3 separate regions of the Zea mays genome follow, and all the other regions are linked to region 3. Evidence: chromatin contacts called from public Hi-C data. All regions are on one chromosome and are shown on one strand. Each heading gives the region's core, a stretch centred on a gene start, on an enhancer-like site or on the middle of the called end of the contact. The rest is flanking DNA. Distances are from core to core; before and after follow the strand shown.

The links. A called contact is a pair of places that touch in the nucleus more often than the background predicts.
Region 1: a Hi-C map of endosperm shows a contact between it and region 3, with 3 times the contacts expected there. The contact joins the promoter of LOC100277366 here to the promoter of LOC100101527 in region 3. A contact is called at or near these places in 2 of 25 Hi-C or Micro-C datasets (endosperm and tassel).
Region 2: a Hi-C map of leaf shows a contact between it and region 3, with 7 times the contacts expected there. The contact joins the promoter of LOC100284851 here to the promoter of LOC100101527 in region 3. A contact is called at or near these places in 12 of 25 Hi-C or Micro-C datasets (ear, leaf, leaf mesophyll and 3 more).

The regions. Positions count from the first base shown.
Region 1 is chr10:145,422,563-145,425,937 of Zm-B73-REFERENCE-NAM-5.0, reverse strand. It overlaps LOC100277366, which reads right to left and starts at 1,916. Exons shown (of 10, transcript NM_001361291.1): 1 at 1,591-1,916; 2 at 131-252; 3 at 1-58. The coding sequence starts at 1,768.
Region 2 is chr10:145,104,140-145,107,794 of Zm-B73-REFERENCE-NAM-5.0, reverse strand. LOC100284851 (bromodomain containing protein) reads left to right here and starts at 2,156. Exons shown (of 3, transcript NM_001157746.2): 1 at 2,156-3,360; 2 at 3,458-3,626. The coding sequence starts at 2,251.
Region 3 is chr10:145,250,037-145,253,481 of Zm-B73-REFERENCE-NAM-5.0, reverse strand. It overlaps LOC100101527 (starch synthase IIIb-1 precursor), which reads left to right and starts at 2,118. Exons shown (of 16, transcript NM_001112545.2): 1 at 2,118-2,451; 2 at 2,685-2,748; 3 at 2,845-3,445. The coding sequence starts at 2,356.

The DNA of each region.
Region 1 (3,375 bases), core at 667-3,166, 170 kb before region 3:
CAGCAACCACGTTGGAATCAAGAGGTTTACAGACACCTTTAAGGGGGAGTGAAAGACCCTGCAGAAAAAGAATGGGTATCATGAGCACCAGTATCATGAACCTTGTAGCATGCTACTGAATTAAAGCTACCTTTGCAATAACTTGTACAAGGTCATCTGGGCAAACAACAAGAGTGTCCACAAACGATCCCAGCGAGAGATTCACATCTCCCTTCCCGTTTGCAATCTTCTTTGCTTTCTTTAGCACGACACCTGCTCAACATGAAGTCATCAGTGCGATGCTATTTTCCCAACAGGAAGACGAATTTTCATCTTTGATTATTTGGCGCTTCATCTCACAGCAAGAAACGTACTGACGTATATGGGACAAAGCCAAACCAGTAAGAGTTTAGTGCTATTATAGTACTCATTTAAACAAGCTTCTCTCTTTTAGTACCCATAAATATAACTTGTTTAAAATAGTACTTATAAGTTAATCATTTCTGTAGAATAGAATTAAGTGTCATTTTACTTCCCTTTTCTTTTCTTTTTCTTTTCAGCTGTGAATGACCGAACTATCCCTAGAGTTTTTTTTTGTTTCCGGATCGTTAGTCGACCCAGATTGAAGTTGAACGGCAGGGTGTCGTCCACTCGCCCTTTCCCAGGTCGAATAAAACAGACCTCTTTTTTGCTCCAGCAGGCTTAGCAAGCTTCTCTGTATACATTTTGATGCTTTGTTCGAGATAAAAAAAAGCTAGCACCTCTCGGTTTTGTTCTAGTGACATTAAAAAAATTCGAGAATGTTGGATACTGCAATCTGACCATTTTTCCCAAATAATATCCATCAATCAAGCATGCACTTGACAGATACGTAATATAAATCAGCAGACAAATTTGGGGCGGTTCTTGCATCCATCCCATTGCCGCTTTTCTCTGTACTGTGACCTCTTCAATCTGGGAAATGGCGAGTGGACAGCACCCTGGCGTATCTAGAAACAATCTTTAGGGGCAGTTCGATCATTGGTTGCTGGGGAAAAAAAGAAGAAAAGAGAAATGGAAGTAAAAAGGCACTTAATCCTATTTTAGAGAAGTTGTTATCTTATAAATACTATTGTAGAGAAGTCAGTTTTTTGGATGTTAAACTCAGTAATAAATGACTACCACAATATTCTATTTACGTAGACTGTAGAAACTAGGAGCCCTCCCTATGATCTTGGAATTCCGCAGTGCGTCATCCCCATAACCCGTACCTTCGAGCCCAATCATGCAGCGGTTCCCACGACACCGCAAAATCAACCACCCCAACCAAGACGAAACGGGCGAGATCTTGGTCGCGAACAAACGAAAGCATGCATAGCTGTACCACAAAGATGGAACAAACCCAGCGATCCCTACCACCCGCCTCCAATCCATCCCGATTCCCGACGCACCGAGAAAACTAACATCCAGCGGGCTCCAAGCGATCACAACCACCCGTCCAGCGACTGCCAAGTGCCAACTGTCGGATCACTTCCAGGACGGCTTTCCCGTGATCCCCAACCCTGCAGGGGGGGGGGGGACCCAGCGAGACGCGGCGGAAGTGAGGGGAGAGAGAAAGATCAGAGCGCTCACCGTATCCGGCGTCGACGCAGGCAGTGTGGAGGACGCCGGCGTAGGCGGATCCGTCGCGGACCCGCACCTCCACGGGCAGACCCACCATGCAGACCGTGGCCAGCAGCAGCGCGTCAGCGATGGACGGCGCCGCCGCCTTAGGCGGCGAGGGCGGCGGCGGCTTCCTGGGGCGGGCCATTGGAGAGGGAGAGAGCCAGAGAGAGAGAGAGGAGCGGAGGCGGCCCGAAAAAGGCAAGCCGCAAGCGGAGGAAGGAGACCAAGGGGCGTGGCCGTGTGACTCGGACTCGCTTCGGATCGCAGGTGCCACCGCGACGCGAGTGCTCGACTGCTCGCGCCCTCTGTCGTCTGTACTCCCTTCCTTCTTTCCGGGCTGATGATGCGTCTGCTTTTGGTCCGCACGAATCATAAAGCCTGCCGGCGTTGATTTTTTTTATAGGTGACATCTGTACGGTATGCTACATACGCCAACGACGCGAAGCATGGGCATGTTTTTTTAAAATATATATATACACCAGATTTGCTTGCTTGTGTTAGACGTGGATTGTATGAACTTTGAATCATGTAAAATAAATAAAAGATAAAATAAGAAATGGAATATATCATAGATGATCGGATGAGCATGGCCTTAGCCTTTGGAATTAAAACTTTCGAAATCGAGGAAAGACATTGCTAAAGGGAAATAAGCTGTCTCCACCATCTAATATATTTCATCCCTTATTTCAAACTTTACTATAATTTAAAGTACAAATCTCCTATTTTACATAATCTTATCTGTTGCAAAACAACTTAAGTGAGAACTATGCTAGAGATTCAAATGATAGCTAGATCTAATCTCGTGAAAAGACATTATTAAACTATCTTCAACAGTTTAATCATCTAAATCTCTTATTTCATAATCTATTATATAAATCGTACAATCTAAAACGTAAAACAATATTTTTACAGTATACAGCGTAAAACAATATTTTTTATAGCTATATACATAATGTGGTGGTCATAACCTTAAAAGCAGCTTACTCATGCATTTTTTTAAACTCCACTATATAAATAGTATAGTCTGATATAAAACAATATGTTAGCTAGCCTTAAAAGTAAGCATCCCCGGTACGCTCACGATCCATCCTATCACTCGGCCAAAGCGAAGCAAAAAGGATTCATCATACTGTATTAGTAATACCACTGTGTTCAAAATGTAGACGTCCACGTCCACGAAAACAATGGTAGCCCATGTTTCTATAGACACAACAGCAACAAAACCCACATTACCCCGGATTGGAGGGTTGCAATTGAATTTTATTCTAATAGTAATAATTTTGTCAAGCGCCTCGACGCCCAACGTCGCTGGACCGCGGCTACGCAGTTCGTAGTCGCGCTCCAGACCTTCACCGTGAGGGATTCCTCATCGGTGGCTTGAGAGAGACAAGGGAGAAGAGCAGTTTTGGATAATTGATCTTTCTTGATTATTTCCCAGCCTATTACACGGCATATATATAGCCTCTGGTTCAACCAACCTTTCCTATGATTAAGACATATGAAAAGGAAACTAATCTTAACCAATCTCTCCTATTATTAAGGCATATGAAAAGGAAACTAATCTTAACCAATCCCTCCTATTATTAAGGCATGCAAGAGGGAAACTAATCCTTATCTTTCTAAACTTAGCCACTGATTGTGGCGCCTGCCTTGGCTGCGCGATCTGCAGCCCTCCTGGCGTCACGACGGCGCCTGTAAGTGCGGCCGTACATGACATCTCTCCCCCCCTCGACGATCAGCTCGTCCTCGAGC
Region 2 (3,655 bases), core at 907-3,406, 150 kb after region 3:
GCTCTGTTGGTGATGATAAGGCAAGAGCGCAATACATAGGTAAGGGCCAACAACGATTAGCAGCGAGCCCCCTGACCAAAAGAAGAACATGGTGAAAAAGCACTACAAGACCAACGAGAAGATAAAACCAGCCAAAATTATATGAGCACTTCACTAAGTTGCTGAATTAGTTCACCACCGAAATGGATGATGACATGAAATGATCCCACGATAAAAAAAATTGATCAAACAATCAAAACTGGAAAGAGAAAGAAAATAAAAAAAAACACAGGAAGGCGCGACGACGCGCATCAAGTGTGTCGATCACGCACCTTGCGGAAGCAGCAAGGCCCCCATTGCATATACAGGAAGACTATCAAGAACTGCATTCACCAAGGTGAGGCGACGACCATGATGGAACTTGCCCGCCACTCAGACAGGTAACGGTCAACACAAGAGATGATGGGCGCAAATGATGATAGCTTCAATTTCATGTTGGAAAGAGCAAGACCAAGATAAGTCTGTGGGAAGGAGCCCTTTGCACAGCCGAGTGTAGTTACATAGTTGTCAACATCATATCTACTTCAGGAACGTGCATGGGGACAATGGTGCTCTTCGAGTAATTCATATGCAAAAAACATGTGGCCTGAGAGAAGCTGTGTAGTAGCGTTTTGAGGCTTTGCACAGCAGGTTCATCTACTCGGGCAATGATCAGTGTGTCGTCAGGATATTGTAGGATAGTGCACGGGCGGTCTGGGGCAATCGGAGGCTCGGAGCACTGGATCCGAGGATAATAGCTGTTGAAGCACATATGCAACTAGTACGAAGACAAGGGGGTCTTCCTGTTGTAGGCCTTTCTCGCAAGAAATCCATCTCCCCAGTAATCTATTAATGTCTTGTTCGATTATTTCTATCATATATGGATTGGATGAGATTGGAAAAAATTGTAAAAGATTTTAACTCGTTTGATATTTAAACTCATCTAATCCATATGGATTGAGAGCAAAACTAACAAACCCTAAGTAGGATAGCTGATTTCGCCAAGAGCACCACTGATCAGGAAAGCCTCGTGTGCGTAGAATTACAAGCAGACTGTCCCAATTAACACTATCAAATGCTTTTGCAAAGTCTATCTTCAGAACTAGGGTCGACATTTTCCTTTTGTAGCAGCACTGGATTAGTTCAGTTTTGCATAAACAAAACTTTCTGAAATCGACCTGCCTTTGACGAGCCCTGTCTGATCTACATCAACCGGTGCAATTTATTTATGGTAACGAAATTCAGGTGTGGTGAATGTTCATTCGTGGGGTGATCTCGTCGATTCATGGCCGTGTGGATTTTGTCAGTTACTTGGGTACTCGCTTCCTCCTCTGTCCAAGTGTCCCGAAGATGTCTGAACCAAACAAAAAATGCTGGAAAGAGGCTATTTACAAAACAACTTGGAAGTGGAGACATTGCTGACGAGGTCAGTTAATTTGCTAGGCCTACTTTGGATATTTTAGTATTGAGCTCAATCCACATATATTGAGGTGGATTTGATGTAACTTAAACTAATTTATACCTCAATCCACCTCAACACACGTGGATTGGAGTCAATACTAAAGTATTCAAACAAAACCTAACGTTTTTTTCATTAGTGGAGCTGCCGTTTTATCAGGTTCAGTCAGAAAGTTTACATATAGAACAATTAGGCTTTTACTTCCAAAATACATGTTCGAGAATTTGTAGAACACAACTAGGAAAGCTTTAATATCCTAGAGATATTAAACAAGTTCATAGGTTAGATCTTTTGTATAACTCTATCCTAGAGATAGCAAGCAGCTATTTTATTCAATTGTGCCGTCGCAGCGCATGATTATTATATTAGTTGATATTATAAACTACAGCTTTATAACTCATTAACTCTACTGCCATGACATGAGGCTCTAACACCAAGACTACGACCCCACCGCACACTCTGACCCCACATGACAGTTATCTGTCTCCCAACGACCAGTCAAACCCAGAGTCCACGGCCATGCACCGACTCTCGGAGACGAAAGTCTCGAGCCATCCCATCCGTCCACTCATCCTACCAACGGCGCGGATCCCTCCTCTCCCGACGCCGGCCAGATCCGCCCGCCACTCGGGGAAAAAATTCCCGTCGTCTCCACTCCACCAGTCCACCTGCATCCTCCCTCTCTCTCTCCCGCTCCCGTGCTCTCTCCCTCTCCCCAGGATCCGAATTGCCAGCGCACCAGTCGAGCTCGCGGGACCTCGCCGGCGCCGGCGATGGCCTCCTCCCTTTTGGCCGGACGGGGAGGGGGCCACCACCACAACTGGGGGGAGACGCGCGCCCCGCTCGAGCCCATACCCCCCAACCCTAGTCCCAGCCAGCCCCACCCGCGCGCCGACGGGTCCAAGTCCAAGCCGCGGGCGGCGGCCGGCTACGTGAAGTTCCGCCCGGCGTCCCTGGGCCACCGCGAGGCCCGCGCGCTCCGGGACCGCCTCGCGGTGGAGCTCGGCCAGGTCCGCGCCCTCCTCTCCCGCATCGACACCTGGCAGCAGCAGGGCCCGCCGCCGCGCGCGGTGCTCCGCGGGGCGATGCGGAAGCGGTGCGGCCAGATCCTCAGCAGGCTGCGCAAGGACAAGCGCAGCGTGTGGTTCAACGCGCCCGTCGAGGTGGAGCGCCTCGGCCTCCACGACTACCATGCCGTCATCAAGCGCCCCATGGATCTCGGCACCGTCAAGGAGGGCCTCGCCGCCGGGAGGTACGCCTCGCACGACGACTTCGCGGCCGACGTCCGCCTCACCTTCACCAACGCGCTGCGGTACAACCCGGTCGGCCACGAGGTTCACACGTTCGCTGGCGCCCTCCTCGCCTACTTCGAGAGGATGTACAAGGAGGCGCTCGTTTGTTTAGAGGAAGAGCGCAAGCGCCTTGAGCCGCCGAGGCCAGTGGCGGCTGAGCTGCCACCTCCGCCGGCAGTTGAGCCTGTCGAGGCGAAGGCTAAGACGAGAGCAGGGAATGTGAGGATGCGGAAGCCCAAGGCGAGGGAGCCTAACAAGAGGGAGATGAGCCTGGAGGAGAAGAACATGCTCAGGCTGGGGCTGGTGAGCCTGCCCGAAGAGAAGATGCACAATGTGCTTCAGATCGTGCGCAAGAGGAACAACAACCCGGAGATGCTTGGGGATGAGATCGAGCTTGATATTGATGAGATGGATGTTGAGACACAGTGGGAGCTTGATCGTTTCGTTACTAACTTCAACAAGGCGCTCAAGAAGTCCCAGCGTGCTGCGATGTTGAATGGTGGCGTTGCTGATGTAACCAGTACTGCTGTGGCTGAGGATGACACTGCACCTGTGGGCGATGTGCCTACATTGGTTGGCAATGACGATGCGGTAATGACAATAGGAGCAGCACGTTTGTTTTTGGTTGCAGCTAGTGGACGTGTGAATTGGGCGCTGATGCTGGTTTGTTTATTTATTATTTTTGCAGGAGAGTGAGGAACCTGTGAAGAGCACTACAGTGGCTGAGCAGGTGGATGAGTATGTTGATATTGGGGATGAAATGCCAGCAGCCACTTACCAATCCATGGAGATCGAGAAGGACGCTGAAGGTACGACTGGCTCTGGTGGTTCTGGCAGTGGCTCTTCATCGTCCAGTGGTATGATCAAGCTGGCATTGTGTAGTCCT
Region 3 (3,445 bases), core at 869-3,368:
CAGAGCAACATGTCTTCTCTTTGATTATTTTTTTTTCAGGATTCTGAATTTCTGCTAATTGTGAGTGAGACGAGTTTACCAAGCCTATATCCTTCTTTTATTTGATAAAAAAAGGAGTTCGCCAAGCTGAAACATATAACATATATTTTTTCAAAGGCTTGTTCATACCATCATATTCTCCCATTCTCTGAGTTTCATTGTCATAGTGTGCATCTGACAGAATAAAATAGTCAGATTTCCAGTTTCCTTCGGATTATGGGTTTAATTGGGTTTGTTTGTCTTGATATGACATGTAGAAGCTGTCCTGGTCCTTGTAAAGTACTCCATTCATTCTAAATTATAAGATATTTTATATTTTTTAGATATATAACTTTTATTATGCACTTAGATATATATTGTGTTTAGATGCACAGTAAAATAAATGTATCTAGAAAGTCAAAATGTCTTAAAATTTGGGACGCAGTGACTATGATTTCTTTTGCTTAACTACAACATGCATTGATACCATCATTTACATTAGACAAGATGAGATCTAAGCAGGTTCTACAATCTACAGTACACAAATAAAACAATTTTCTTATTATAGGATGCCACATGTATAATTTTGTTCACCATGTGCTTGGATACGTTCAAGAACATTCTAATATCAGTATATCATGTTGTCTTGGCAGATGTCACGTAATGTTGCCTCCGCTTAAATGGATTTCGTCAGGTTTGTTTGTGTTGTATAAATGCAGAAGCTTTCCTAATCCTTTGAAAATATGGTTACCAGTAAATGAAAAACATTCAGCCTCAGAGGCTCAGACACATGCACAAAACTCTACCTCCATTTTTAGATGCTACTAGTAATATCTTTGTCCGATTGGGATGATAGACAACTGAAATATTTCTGAGAAGATGAGTAGGAGTATATTTTTGATGCTACACAGTTTTTATGATGAAGGAAGCTAATGATTTTGAAAGAATGTTCTTCTTCTTGCCACTCTTAGGTAGCGTTTTTGGTTCGGGAGTATTATGGTTGTGGAACGGAGCCGCTCTGTTTCTATTTTTTTTTGTTGTTTGGGTTGATTTCATATATAATGGAGTGGTTCTAAAAATAGAAAATTATGTTCAAAATGTTGAATTATTTGGCTCCCAAAATCTGTCGGACGAAACCGCTCTCTGGGACAGGTCGCTTCATCCAAACTGGTTCCGGAATTAAACACTGTCTTAGGCTCCCTTCGGAATACAGGATGGATAAGAAACACTTGCATCCATTTGCCATTTTTTTTCTGACAACTGGCGAGAAGAAGCTAGAGCTATTGAATGATGGTCAAGAAGCAGACAGCTCTGCAAGGAGAAGGAACAATTGGACAAACATTCTAGAACCAGAGGTGAGTCGACACTCGACAATCAGCTGATTCAGCTCACACCGCACTGTCTGCTAGTACTAATTCTACATAAACCTGTTTTTGTTAATACAGGATGCCACGTGTCTAATTTCCTGCATCATGTGCCTGGATATGCTCAAGAACACTGATCTCCGGTAGCATCTCAGTAGTGGTCACATACTCACATGCATGGTTCGTTCCTGATAACCCTAAACCAGTGTTACCCTTCGGATAGGCAGGGTGTTATTGCAATTTTTTTATTATTAAAAACCGGTGAGATCTAAGCAGAATGTTCCAGAATTCGGCAGGGCCGAGCAGAGGCATCAGCATCCGCAGGCGGCAGGCAGGCGAAAGCAACACGACTCGTCCTTGGCTCCTTGCACCTTTGCTCCGTTGATGCCGTGGCCGGTGGGCCCGTTCCCATATCTTCCTCGACCAAGAGCAGCCGTCCGTCGCGCAACCCTGGACCCACACCCCCTTTTTTTTTAACCTTGAATCGCGATCGCGAGGCAGAGAGCTAGAGATCCGGGTCCCCGAGTCGAGAGTCTGGAGCCGCAGCCGCTTTGGATCCACCTCTCTGCGCGCGGGGCCGCGCCTGCACTTCGCACAGTGGCAGGCGGCAGCCCCCAACGCCATCCACACATCCCCCGGCAAAATCCTTACCCACCGAAAAAAGGGAAAAATGGAGGCAGGCAGGCGGCACTGCGGCAGTCACACATGCGCACGGGCACGGTAAAAGTACGAGCCACCTTTTCCCTCTCGATCGAGCGGCCGAGGAGGAGGAGAGCCTCTCTGTCTCTGGCGAGGGGCGACTGGGCGAGCGCTTCGTCTAGACAGCCCAGCTGCGCATTTGGATGCAAATTACGTGTGGAGGATGGAGTAAAATACTGAGCAAGGGAGAGGGAAGAGGAGACGGTCTTTTCTTTTCTTGAGCCGAGGAGGGGGATCAGGTGGAGTGAGCGAGGGGGAGGTTTTGCCGCCGGCAATGGAGATGAATCTCCGGGCGGAGAGCCCACTCTGCTCCCGGGGCCGCCCCGCCCTCGTCGTGCGCCCGGCCGCTGCAGCCACTGGCCTCGCGCTGGTGAGTTACGGCTTTTCCCGTTCTCCTTTTCGCTTTCTGGTCCGTGTCGTTCGTTGCTGGATATTCTGATTGGTGGGTGGTTTCCGGAAAAAGCTTTTGATCCGTGGGAAATTGTGGTTTAGCAGCCTGCGTCGAAAAACAAAATGATTGGTTACAGAACTTGTTGTGATACCGAAGGATCAGTTGTGGAGCTCGTAACGCTGACACCTTTATACCTTCGTCTGCTGTTACAGTCTGTCGTAAGGTGCAGCAGATTTACGAGAGGCGGGCTCGTTCGATGCATGGTATCAAGTTCAGGTTTGAGGAATGATTCTGGTTACAGCAATCTCACTGCTCCTACTGCTTAGCTCATGTTTCTTGTTTTTTCTTTCTTCCTGACATTGCGTTACTCAGATTATCCCAAGAGGAATCCGAGGAGGGCATCGACTTCTAAGAGCAAGGGCGTTGCCTCTGGAGGGTATGCTTCGAGACCTACTGCTGAATCCAGTACGAAGAAGATAGAACAGAGCAGGAACAATGAAGGTGATTTCAGCAGAGCCAATGGGTCACTCTATGGCGAGGCAGCAGAGCAGGCAAGTACTGCTGAAGAATCGTCTCAGGTTTACATGACAGGAGACATTTTAAGTGGCGCAGAAAGGGACGGAGCTGGTACCGAAGAAGAGGCTGACCAAAATCAATCTTCAGCGTTGCCTTCCGCGTCCATGGATGATGACTCAATCGACCGGCAACTTGATGAGTACCGTGGTAAAATAAGTGCTCTAGTAAGTTCCAAACCTGAACCTTCGTCACTTGCAAGTGTTGCTGGACAAAACGAATCAGTTGGCGGTTTTCACGGCCAGCACGAACCAATAACTGGTTCTGAGGAACATGGCAGTTCAATTGTTGATGCACCAACAAAAGGCAGGCTATTTGCTGAGGCCGTTGTGGGTCATAAGGATTTTACTGAATCAGCAGCAGGAAAGGCAAGCAGCGAGAATGAGGAAGGGCAAGCTGT